Linked DNA regions of Mus musculus: region 2 is linked to region 1. Evidence: chromatin contacts called from public HiChIP or PLAC-seq data. All regions are on one chromosome and are shown on one strand. Each heading gives the region's core, a stretch centred on a gene start, on an enhancer-like site or on the middle of the called end of the contact. The rest is flanking DNA. Distances are from core to core; before and after follow the strand shown. Region 1 overlaps Smurf2 (SMAD specific E3 ubiquitin protein ligase 2). Region 2 holds the start of Smurf2 (SMAD specific E3 ubiquitin protein ligase 2).

Region 1 (6,168 bases), core at 2,784-5,283:
TATACATGCTTAGCAAATACTCTACATGCCTAGGCCTGTTTTGTTATTGTTTGTTTAGACCAGATTGCCTTCCTCCTGCATCTCTGCTTTAAGTGGTGGATTACAGGTGTGGGCCATCAAACCTGGCTCTAAAATGAAGCTAGTTTCTATTGAGTCTACTGCTTACAAATGAGATGTTCTAAACTGTCATAGAGTAGACATACATCAATTTTCAAAAACATCTACCAGATACATACTGGTAAGTAACTACTTCATGTTATACCACATAGTAACAAGTAATACCACACACACACACACACACACACACACACACACACACACACACACACACACACGAGTTTCCTAACTGGTTTGCAGCTATTCTAAAATAGTGACTCTTGAGGCCTCAGTAGTCCACTACTACTCAGTAGCCTGAGGAACTCTTTTTTTTTTTTTAAAGATGTATTTATTTATTTTATGTAAATACACTGTAGCTGCCTTCAGACACTCCAGAAGAGGGAGTCAGATCTCATTACGGGTGGTTGCTGGGATTTGAACTTTGGACCTTCGGAAGAGTAGTCGGGTGCTCTTACCCACTGAGCCATCTCACCAGCCCGCCTAAGGAACTCTTATCTATTTAGTACATGTACCAACATATCCTTTATGTTTACTATAATACAAAAAGATCTGAAATTCTTAACTGTAATAATTTTCTAGTTAGAAGCCTTTTGAAAATAACTTTAAGCACTTACGTTTTACAAGTCAAAAACATTCTGTCAAAATATTTCAAGGTCAGAAACTAAGTAGAAATTGCATTTAGGCAGTCTCTGTTTTCATTTTAAAGAAAAGTTATATATTTAAAACACATGGCTTGAAAAAACATGAATTCTTTTAAACCTGTAAGCTAAACACTTTTTGTTGGTGGTGGTGTTTTTAAGAAAGAGTCTTGCTATGTTGTCCATTCAGGGGCTGAGAACGTAACAACCCTCCTGAATAGGCAGCACTATAGGCACCACTGCACTCTACTTTTAGAAATCTCTATTTTAGAGAACCTCAACTTCTCCAACAAGTACAAAATTTAAAAACAAAATTTAAGAGGGTCTAACATAAGGAATATCTCCATAAGGGAACATAATATTATCATGTAGAATACAGTATTATATATGCAGTCAAGATTTTGGCTAAAGTATAATTGTTATCCTTTCTAGGCCTACCCAATGTAACGAAAAGATTTAACAAAATGATCTCAACTGTTACTCTGATCTTGTCCCCTCCACATCTAAGATAGACCTCCCTAGGTAGCCAGTTAATACTAACTAAAAAATAAGTTTCATCGAGCACATGAAAAGATGTCCAACATCACTAGTCTTCAAGAAAAGGTAAATTGAATCTATCAAGAAATATGGCTGTAACTTTTTCAAAATATGTTTTCCTTCTTTTAACTCTGTGTGTGTGTGTGTGTGTGTGTGTGCGTGTGTGTGTAAGTCAGGTGCACATGCCTACCTGCCTGTCTTGTTCAACAATAATTCAAAGCACTTTTCCACTGGGTTTAGCTCCTCTTTTATAGATGTCAAATCATAAGGCTGAGCCCGTATATTGGCAGGCCTGCAATCCTAGCTATTTAGAAGGGAAGGAAGATTCCAAGTTCAAGGTCTGTCTGAGCAACTTAGTAAGACAAACCTCAGATAAAATACATAGAAGTGAAAAAGGACATGAGGGTATAGTTCAGTGATAGAGTGCTTGCCTACCATGTTTAAGACCCAAGGCTCAATATTTAGCACTATTTTGAAAAACAAAAAGGAAAAAAGAAACTATATTGTATACAAACTGAAAGCATTTTCCATGATTCTTTTAAGAGATTATATTACATTAATTCTGCATTTCATTTCAAATTAATCATTTATACCTACAGGTCATAATGCTGATTCCACTTTGGATCAAGTGTGTTCTTCACAGTATCTGTAGAATGGCACTGCCCAGAACCATCAACTACCACCTTAGCAAATGGATCAGGAAGACCTGTGGGGAAAAGGGAAGTACTTTAAACTAAAAAAATAATTTGACATGTAAGAGAAAAGATTAATTACATGAGGATTATTATTTGCTATAAAAGATTTTTCCATTCCAACATTCAAACACACAGATTCATACACACAGAGGGTGAGGGGCTATTTTAAGCAAACATTGAGGTCACTTCCACAGCTGATATTAAACTGTATGTTTTTTTCTTGTTCCCAACTTGGAGCATTCTGTTAAACACTACCATGGTCTAGATGGTACCTGGGTACTTGAGGATTGTAAGCAGCCATTAAATTCTGAGAAGGTGAATGCTCAAACATCCCCACTCTTTCCTTTGACACAACTGTCTTAGTAGCTCATTTAAAGGGCTTGTTAAACATAGTTGTCACACAGAACATTAATTTCCAAAAAGTCAAACTGCTTAAAAACTGCTACCAAGTAATAAGAGACACCACAAAGGAAAAAATGAAAATAGCAAACACAGGAAAGGAAATCAACAGTAAGGAAATGCTTGGCTATCTGACTAAAACAGCAAACACAATGGGAATTATTCAAAATGCTTTGTCCTAAATGTTTACAATATCCTCTAAGGGAAATGAGTGTTGTTATCTCTATTTTACAAATGAAGGAAAAAAGATTAAATGTCAAATCATAACTAGCTCAATGTACACATAGTAGTGAGAAGTATGAACAAAGTCTAAAGCAGCAGTTCTCAATCTGTGAGTTGCAACCCCTTCGGGGGAATCAAAGGACCCTTTCACAGGGGTTGACTAAAACCATCAGAAAACAAGGTACTTACACTGTGATGTATAAGGGCAGCAACATTATAGTCATGAAGTAATAATAAAATAATTTTATGGTTGGAGGTCACAACAACATGAGGAACTGTATTAAAGGGGTTGCAACTATTCTATATTATATTATATTATATTATATATTTGGATCTGGAGAATACTCCAATGGCTATGTTAGATTGGTCCTTACTACAGCAATACCCAGAGGTAGTTGGGAAGGGACTGGTTTATGAGGACCCTGACCTTATCGAGAGTAACCACTGATGCATTCATGATGGTCTATTCTGGGAGGTAATGAGACCCTGCTGAAGGAACTGAGTCCTTGAGGTATAGCTCTGGTGCTGTATCTCATTGTCCTACTCCGTCTCCTCCCTGTCATCTCTGCTCTCCAGCCATGGTGAAGTGAGCAGCTTTACCGTGTCCTCCCTGCCACGTGGTCTGCCTTATCACAGGCCCACATGAACTGAGCCAGTTAGGCATGAGCTGAAAACCTCTACAACCATGAGCTACAAAACCAAAACCAAACAAAAAGAACGCCCCCAAAACCAAAACTCCAGTTCCTCCTTTAAGTTGATTCTTTGAAATATTTTGTCAGTGATGAAAAACAGAAACGCCACCCATTTACTATTTGTTCAAGAGAAAAGCTTATGAAGCCAGAAGACAGCCTGATTTGAACAGGGAGAAAGAACAATGGATGCAGAGCACACACAGGTACGAAAGAGCAGCAGAGCTCTGACCTTCACATGTATCATGACACATGACACATACACCACCTTAAAATGGACTTTAATCACTGAACACAATTTAAATTATAACCAAAAAGTTAACTATATTTACTATTAATAATTATAATTAATAATCATCAAAGTACTAGAGAGATGCATCAGCAGTTAAAAGCAATTGTTAGTCACTTTCTAACACTGATAATGGTTTACAACTGTCCACAAATACACATCTAGGAAACCAGCACCCTCTCCTAGCCTCCAGTGGCACCAGGGATGCAGGCCCTACACTTACATGTAAGCAAAACACTCATGCACTTAAAATTAAAATAATAAATAAATCTTTTCTTTTTAGATCTCTACTCTGATCAGGAAACATAGTCAATAGTAGAAAAAGTTTAAGATCTACTGTCTTCCTCTCAGATAAATGTGGGTAGACAAAACTTTTAAACAGGTCAAAGACACCCTGAAGTGCAGGTATCTGGAACATTAGTCACGGTGAGCCTCAAGTCACTGCCATCCTTGGCTGGCTCCTCTGGAAGGGAGGCCTGGGCTAACTGTGGTTGCTTCCCTTTCTAGTATGCCAGGTAGCTTCCATTTTGAGTTTTAAAAATAATTATGTTGCCTCTAAACCTTATGCCTGAAGCAAGCTCACACTCTTATCTTCACAGTTTTTACTGCCTACACCAATGAACTAGGATTTCTTTCTTTCACCTACTATTCAAGCACAAAAAGACTCTACAAGGAGTCACTGTCAGTTCTTGGAGACTTACAAAGAGTGACTTCTGAGGACACTGAGACAAGACTATCTGGTCATTTTATGAGAGAAGCTGTGAATGGGGCTCTGGGGAAAGGGAAAGAATCTGAAAAGGAAAGAAAACTAAAAAATAAAACTGAAGATTTTATCTTCAAAATGTGAGCAAATGTCTTAAAAGCAAGTGTCAGCTTTGTCCTGGTTGGCACCACATCCAAGCCTCCCTGCCCCCCTGCAGCTTCACCCACACAAATCACAAAGTCCCATCTTACCACGGCCTTTAGGTTACTAATGACAGGGAAGTATAATTAAGGAGCAGCCCAGGAGAATAAAATTGGTGTTAGCAGATACAACTGGGGAGTTCCACGGCCCTTGAGCCCTCCTCTCCTGTGAAATGTTTGTGGGGTAAACAGAATATGGCACAGAAGTGGAAGGCTGCCCTCCTCTACTTAAAGTTATCCTATTCCACACTTACCCATATAAACACAAAGTTAACATAAACATTCATAACTAGAGTTTTATACAATTACGTTCTTTAAACTTAAAATCAAGTCTACTGTAGAAAGATAGAAATTAATAAATGAAATTAATTATGGACTTAAAATGTGTCAAAAATGATTCCTTTTTTAAAATATTATTGTTATATATGTGAGTGTTTTGTCTGCACATATGCCTGTGCACCACTTTCATGAAGTGCCTTCAGAGGTCAGAAAGGGGGTCGGATCCCCTGGAACTGGAGTTACAATGGTAGTGAGCCTCCATGTGGGTGTGGAGAATCAAACCTGGGGCCTCTGGATAAGCAGCCAGTGTTCTCAATTGCTCAGCCATCTCTCCAGCCCTGAGAATTTCTATCCCTTTTAACCAACCTGAAAATATTACCTAACATCATATGAAATACCCAACATGCTGTTTTTTGTAAGCTGACAGAACTTAGATTTAAAATCTAATAAAAGTTTGTTTGCTTGTTTGTTTGTTTTTAATTTATTTATTTAATGCATGAGTGCTCTGATCCACAGTCCAGAAGAGGGCATCAGATCCCCTTATAGATGGTAGTGAGCCATCATGTGGTTGTTGGGAATTGAACTCAGGACCTCTGGAAGAGCAGCTAGTGCTCTTCTTAACCTCTGAGTCAGGTCACCAGCCCATAAAAGTTATTTCTAATTTCAAATATTTTACATGTAAAATTTTTGGCTGAAGGTTTTTATTTACAATCTTTTGACTGTTAATGGATAATTTAAAGCTAATGTAAAGTATGAAATTATACGGTTACAATTCACACTATCAATCTGCTGGCAGAGACTACACAGAATGCTCAAGAACTCAAGGCCAGATGGGGTTACATGAAACTCTACCTCAAAACAACAAAAAACACAAAGTGAGGAAGAGGGAAAGAGATTATAGATTGAGATTTTTAGTAAATATAAGGAAATGTCCCAATCCGCCCTCACAAAACTTAATCCTAAATGAAACTACAAAACTTCCACAACTTCTGGGCATTGTTAATGCCTGTAATTCTGACACTCAGAAGACAGAATCAGAAGGACTGTATGTTCAAGGCCAGCTTAGGCCATACAGCAAAACCCTGTCCCAAAACAAAACAAACAACTACATCCAATTGGCAAATAGACTACAGTGCAGTCAACCCCTTCTCTGGAGGTCTCTTTCCTACAACCCTGGAAACTCAACAAGCAGGCTCAACTCTCTCCCTCCCAATGAATCCTGAATGCGTGAGTGAATTTTCCTTAAAATGTTAAAGTAAAAGCATATTACATTTTTTTCTTCAACCTTTCCAGAAGCATTTCTAACACTTGCACCTGTACACACATTTGTGTGAATTATGAGTGAAGAGAGGACAAGGCAAACCCCAGAGCCCTCTTGAGACGTGTGAGGCAACGACCTG
Region 2 (6,834 bases), core at 3,089-5,588, 47 kb after region 1:
TTCTGGATAAGTAATCTGTTATTTTAGAAACTACACTAAACTGTATTTTCCAGAATTTGATTTTCAAAAACAGTAAGGGTATAAAAATTTATCTAATTTTTTTACTATAACCAAATATATAGAATATTTTCAACTAAAATCCTTTCTTAATGTTGTAGGAAAGCCTATATTATATATCACACTATAAATTACACATATATAACCAAGCCATTCCTACTCTAAACACACAAACTAAAATTAATAGCGCTCCCAGATAGCCCATTTTAATGACCAAATGTTAATGTGTCATAAAAGCTAAAAGAAGTAACTTGATAGCACATACCATATATTCACCAATGGTTTAAGGAATCTCATTTGAAAATAAATTCGTCTCAACTTCTTCAACAATATCACAATTTACTAATGGGTGGATTTTAGTAATAGTCTATGGAACATATCCATAGTGAGCAGAGATGGGGGGGGGGGGGGAGCTGAGACAGGGACAGGCAGAGACTGGCTATGAAAAGAATTGTTAGCACCTTTCAGCAATGGGCGATTCTCCATTAAGGATATAATTAACTGCAGTTCATAAAGTACTGTGGAATCAAAGGTATTCCATAAATGTAAATTTTTAAATGGCTTTAACTTAAAGTAAAAAGCAGTAATCTTAAAACATCTTATAGCCCAAGTGTATTATAAACCAAATAAAAGTTCACTGTGGGATTTCTTTTCTTTAAGTTTTTTTCCTCGATTAGGGAGTCCAGATCCAAATGAACTGTTAAACACTTAATCTAAAGGTATGCCAAACATTTCTTAAGGTCTTAACAAAGAATCAACTTTTTTTTAAAAAACAGAAAGAGTCCTAGGTTAAATATTTTATTTGGCTTCTCAAGATGGACTGAGAAGTTGGGCACCAGCTCCAGACTAAGTCCTGGACGCACATCAAACACAGCCCTGTCATTTATCCAGTCAGTCAAAACAATCTTTTCCATCTAACCCTTTTATGTTTGTGTCCTAAAAAGCTGCTAATTGAATCCAGCTCTTAAGATCTATTTGTTAAAATTTATACTATTTAATTTGTAAATGACGAACAAAAATGAAAAAATGTAAGTTAACGCTCCCTGCAAAACAGGAGATTCCATCATATGCAATCAAAGAGACAATGGTTTTAGTGTTTGTCAGACTTTGCGAAAACTATTCACAGGCAAATTCCCAATAGTTTTAGGAAACTGAGAGTAGTTCAAACTGTTTTTACAATTAAGAGGAGAGGACAGATATTTAAAATTCTTCAGAAAAAGCTAAGTGTACAAAATCACTCTATAAATTTAGTCTAATGTATTTTCTTGCTCAGAAACTTAGTGTGATCTTTTTCCTCTCAAACTTCACTGAGGGGACGTTTCCATAGTGCGGTGGTTATAATGTTTACCTCACAAATGTCACTCATAAATCTGTATAAACTCTCATATGCAGGAAAAAAATGACAGATAAATATAAGAGCTACTCAATCACACTAACCAACCCTCAGAACACTGAGCTGGCTGAGGGGGGAGGGTATTTCCTCTCCAGCCTGATGACCTGAGTTGGACTGGGAAGACTCGTAAGATAGAAAAGGAGATCTCACCTTGTCCTATCCAGCACACACGTTCCATGGCCATCACACACACACACACACACACACACACACACACACAGTACATAAATGTACTCTCAGTTCATTTTCAGTACATCTTAGTTCATTTGAACTACTCTGTTTCTTAAAACTATTGGGAAATTTGCCTGTGAATAGTTTTCGCAAAGTCTGACAAATACTAAAACCTCAGAACTCATTTTTTAATAATTTATTTTTATTTTATGTGCATTGGTGTGAGTGTGTCAGATCCCTTGGGACTGGAGTTACAGACAGTTGTGAACTGGAATTTGGGTGCTGGGAATTGAATCTGGGTCCTTTGGAAGAACAGAGGGTGCTCTTTACTAAGCCATCTCTCCAGCCCACCTCAGAACTCATTTTATCCAAAGAAAACCCAAACCCCTCTTTTCTCTCCCATACACATATATGTGTGTATGTGTATATATATGTATATGTATATATGTGTGTGTGTGTGTGTGTGTGTGTATATATATATATATATATCCCAGAAGGAAATAAATAACATCCATTTCTGATGGCTTTTGCACACCTACACTCACAATTTCTTTCTGTAATTATTGACAAAGGCGTGCCTAATAAGAACATTAATATATAAACTAGAGCACCAAGGATCCTTTATAATTGTATTCCGCTGACTTCCCCCCGCCCAAATGAACACAATAAAGATGAAAATCAAAGCACCCCCCCCACCCAGTGTTAATAATACCTTGTAATTTTCCCTAGGGAAAAAAAGGCTTCCAGGTCAATACTATGTATATTTTTTAATTACTGGAGATAGAGGTGGTATGTGTACCTAAGTGCAGGTGCTTGTGGGAGGCCAGATGCATCAGATCCCCTGGAGCTAGAGTTACAGGTGATAGTGAGCCGAGGACCTGGGTTGGGGTGTTGCGACTAGAACTCAGGTCCTCTTAGAGAACAGGATACATTTAACTACTGTGCCATCTCTTCAGCCTCAAAAGTAAAGTATTTTACTCTGTAGCCAACATACATTCCAACTAAGTTCTCAAATACCAAATTCACTTCAAGCTACCTAGAAAGTACAGCCGATGGACTGCCGGTTAACACACAAACATTCAACTACAAAGTTCACCCACAGAAATCTCAAAGTTTAGTGTGGGCAAACATAATTACAGCTTATCCTTCGCTGGCGCAAATGCATATGAACCAACTACAAAATGCCGTCTTCTTCACCACACATCTGAATATAAATGTGGACAATTTACTTGCTGTGAATGACGTGACTAGCTAGCAGAGGGACAATAGTTTCAATTACACGCTTTAAACCAAACGCAATTTTTCCTTAAAAGGAGGGGGACGTTGACCACGGAAGAATATCAGAAGTGGCATCGTAAGCAAATTATACCTGTAATATGTTAACAACTCCCTGCAGCTGGGAACATTAAACAGTCTTTCCCAAATCCCTCTGAGCATTCCTTTCCATTTAGAAAGAGGGTGAGAAGTGTGGAGAGGACTAGTGAAAGTTAGCTTAAAAGTTCGTATGCGTCCAGACTGAGAAACACATTGCAAAGCAAGGGATTCTAAACCAGGTCTGGAGTTAAGACATGAGCAACTAGTTCTGCGGCCTACAAGGAACAACCCCAAACATGCTACCCTACAATCAAACAACTTCCAAAACACAGAGTGTACAATGAGCCGGGAGTCGTGGGATCAGGCAGACACGCCGGAAAAGCCAACCACAGTCTCGGTCCCTCCCTCCCAGAGACGTGCGTTTAAGGTGTGTGGCACTGGCCACAGAGGTTGGCAGCACTGGAGAGTAAAGGTTTCACTGCCGGGCATAGGTAGGTGTCCAAGTTAACAACCCGGGAACACAAGCACTCTCCCGTTAAGCACTCACTCCATGTTTAAGGAGTGTTTACCGCGCGCAGTCAGCAACTGGATTCAGTAATCCCTTTCCCGACCCCACCTGGGCAGGAGCCCAGGGGCTGCTCCTGTGACCCCAGGAAACGAGACTTCAGGACCTCAAATCCGCCCTCCACGGGAGACCCACGGGCCACACACTGGGCGTTCTGAAGAATTTCCCAACCCCAGCTAAGTGGTTCTCCAATGACTCCCTAAACTAGGCCTTCCCACGCCCGGATTCCCGTCCAACGCCACCACCGACCGCGACCCCGGCCCTCTGCTTGCCCACAGGCGCCACAGCCGCCCGCCCAGCTCACCTGTCAGGCGCAGCTTGACGGGCCCGTTCCTCCGGCCTCCGGGGTTAGACATGTCCCCAGCGGCGGGGGAGGTGGCGGCGGCGGCGGCGGCGGCGCTCGCGGCCGGCGGGCCGGCGGGCGGGCGGGCGGACTGGGCTGGGCTGGGCCGACGGCGAGGCGCAGAGGAGTCACCACAGCGGCCGGGGCCGGGGTCCGAACAGCCCGCGCCGCGGCCGCCAGGGCCGGAGGGTCCCGGATGTGCCGAGCGCCGTCGCCATGAGCCGCGGAGGGAGCGGGACGCAGAGCTCCCCCCTCCTCCCACTTCTGCTTCCTCGGCCCGGGCCACACAACAAAGCGGCAGCCGCGGCCGGCCGCGCCGCCTCCGCCCCGCGCCCCCGCCGCCTCTTGTCCTCGCGGTCCGCCTCGGTCTCCCCTTCTCGGTGCCGCGAGGCCTGGGAGCGGACGGTGCGAAGTCTGCTGAGGCGGGCGGGTGCTCGGCCGCTTCCTCCTCCGCCCGCCCTCTTGTCTGAGAGAACCCGGTCCTGGGGCCGCAGCCGCTGCCGCCGCCGCCGCCGCCGCCACTCGTCGGCTCCTGGGGGCGGGGAGGAGACGGGGGCGGGGCCGGCGGGCGGGGCGGGGTTGCGGTGGGCGGGGCCGGCGAGGGGGCGGGCTTGTGGGCGAGGTCTCCTGCGCCTGGGGCGCCAGAGGAAGGCCTGGCTCCGCGCGAGCTGCGGGCAGCGCGTGCGCCACGGCCCAGACTGGGCCCCGAACTACACCGCCCGGCGGCGCCGGCTCGATGGCACCAGAGGGGCCTACTGACCAGCTAGCTCACTGAAAGATCGCCTGTGTCCCTACAGGGCAGAATGCCCGAGTAATACTCCCACTGCGCGCTCTGAGAGGCTGGCGAGAGTAAAGTTAGACCCAAGTCCGAAGAATTAATTCGCCAAGATGCTATTCCCACATCGAACGCTCCAGCAAATTCCCAGGAGTGCTTAGCTCTGAGTATTGTAATTGCCACCTCCACAGGCTCACCTGGTGCTCCATATCCGGTTACCTACCTGCTCGATTCTTCCCCCAACCCTGCCCAGGACAAGCATAGGGAGATAATACAAATGCGGCCAAAGACTGTGAACAAGATAGGTGGATATAGTGTGGAAAGCTCACGCAGTACTGTATTTTGCTGTCCCAGGAGGAAAAAAGAAAATGAATAGGACTGTAACTCTGACGCGGTGACTTACAACTAATAAGAACTTATTCTGGACAAATAAATAATGCAGGTTGTTTTGGGATTTTGTTTTGCAAGGTTGGGGTGAGAGTGCAGCCTAATAGTGAATTGTATTACATCAACTGCAACACATTTTTATGCAGCCATCTAAATGGCAATTGTGGTAGCCATGTAACATGTCAGACTTTATATGTAATGCAGGGTTTAAATGGAGAATACAAGTTTTATGTGCACGCAAGAGTAATAATGCAAACTAAGGATAAGAGTGTGGATTTGTGCCGGGCAGTGGTGGCGCATGCCTTGGGAGGCAGAGGCAGGTGGATTTCTGAGTTCGAGGCCAGCCTGGTCTACAAAGTGAGTTCCAGGACAGCCAGCGCTACACGGAGAAACCCTGTCTCAAAAAACCAAAAAAAAAAAAAAAAAAGAGTGTGGATTTATATCCATGTTAGCTTTGCTTTAAAGCTGTTATAACATTAATGCCGTTTAAACTGTTCATTGAAGCCTAATACATTTTAATCCTAAAACATTGCAAATGGTGACTTAAAATCTACCAGTTAAGACACTTCATTCTCCAGGTGAAATCCAAGAGCGTTTCATCGGTCTAAAAACACTCCTACGGATTAAAGTGATCCCAAAATCATAAGTTCTAGCAGTAAGACTTAAAATACAAGGGACAGCTCTAAAAATTCAATCAAGAAATACTAAGTGCTTATTATTCACAAAGCAATGAACAGGGCCCTTAAACACTTCTTTGTGCAATGTAAGATCTGAAGGCTCAGGAAATAATTCCCACAAAAGTTACTGTGGCGATAGAACAATTGCTACATCACTGTTTCAAACGCTAGGCTGAGACAATAAACTGAGCAGGCTGATGTATGCACTCTTCCTTTCCCTGGTTCTTATGGCCCACACTTTGTTCCCAACCACCCACTAGCATAATTTGTAGCTTTGTATTGGGAAATGGAAGTTAAGATTTCAGAAAATGGTCGGAAGCCTAGCAGGGGGTGGGAGGGTGGAAGACTGTTGTGAGTTTTAAGCAATACCTTCACATATGTGGCGGCTCAGGGAAATGGGCATAGGTTCAGACAATTCCGTTTAGACTTCCCTAAGAATAATGCTTTTAAACCATTCAGTCAGGGCTGAAGAGATGGTTTGTTGCTCTTGCAGATAATCTGGGTTCATCCCAGCACCCACAAGCTAGCTCACAACCATCTATAACCCCAGTTCCAAGGGATATGATGCTCTTTTCTAACTTCCATGGGCACCAAGCATGCATGCGATACACACAGATACATTCAGGAGAAGCATTCATACACACAAATAAGTCTTTTAAAAAGCTCAAAATATAAATAATAAGCAAAACCATTCAATATGTTGATAACCTCTGTGTAATGTTAGAAGTCAAATCCAGTGTCTTACACATGATAGGCAAGCATACTACCACTGAGCAACATCTATAATAACACTGTATTTGTTATTTTAGCTTTTATTTTACAGACAGGGACTCACTGTGTAAGCCTTGCTGGCCTGTAACTTACTATGTAGACCAGACTGGCTGGAAATGGACAGAGATCCATCCAAACCTACCACCACGCCCTTTATTATACTGGTAGTAATCTTTTTAAAGCTGGGTACGTGGATGTTTGTTTTATTGTTGTTTTCCTTAACACATTAAATCTTTAATATTGACTTTAATTAATAAATAAAATAAAGATTTTAGAAGACAAAAAAATAATAAAATCAAAAGGACTAATGTTAATAGGAAAGCCACTTCCAATAAATCTCTTGACAAAAAAGCCTCACCAGTGTAGGCCCAAAACAGAGCT

The links. HiChIP or PLAC-seq counts read pairs in DNA pulled down with a chosen protein or histone mark.
Region 2: a contact with region 1 is called in an H3K4me3 HiChIP or PLAC-seq map of the SCID.adh cell line, with 12 read pairs. The contact joins the promoter of Smurf2 here to the enhancer-like site in region 1. A contact is called at or near these places in 5 of 39 promoter capture datasets (the C10 cell line, the HPC-7 cell line, cranial neural crest and 2 more), 2 of 15 datasets of contacts at CTCF or cohesin (CD8 T cells and the NIH/3T3 cell line), 41 of 484 Hi-C or Micro-C datasets (the AML12 cell line, the Ba/F3 cell line, the C2C12 cell line and 26 more), 9 of 115 datasets of contacts at active chromatin or transcription factors (CD8 T cells, the SCID.adh cell line, astrocytes and 5 more) and 2 of 9 other capture datasets (adipose tissue and liver).

The regions. Positions count from the first base shown.
Region 1 is chr11:106,869,613-106,875,780 of GRCm38.p6, forward strand. It overlaps Smurf2 (SMAD specific E3 ubiquitin protein ligase 2), which reads right to left. Exons shown (of 19, transcript NM_025481.3): 3 at 1,890-1,998. Among named protein-coding and RNA genes, the nearest start is that of Smurf2, 48 kb to the right of the region's middle. Within about 2 kb of position 4,034, at least 6 of the 459 cell types and tissues checked have an H3K27ac peak or open chromatin away from gene starts, as enhancers often do. A contact at or near this core is called in the SCID.adh cell line and Th1 cells, where this site is marked.
Region 2 is chr11:106,916,377-106,923,210 of GRCm38.p6, forward strand. It overlaps Smurf2 (SMAD specific E3 ubiquitin protein ligase 2), which reads right to left and starts at 4,339. Exons shown (of 19, transcript NM_025481.3): 1 at 3,805-4,339. The coding sequence starts at 3,856.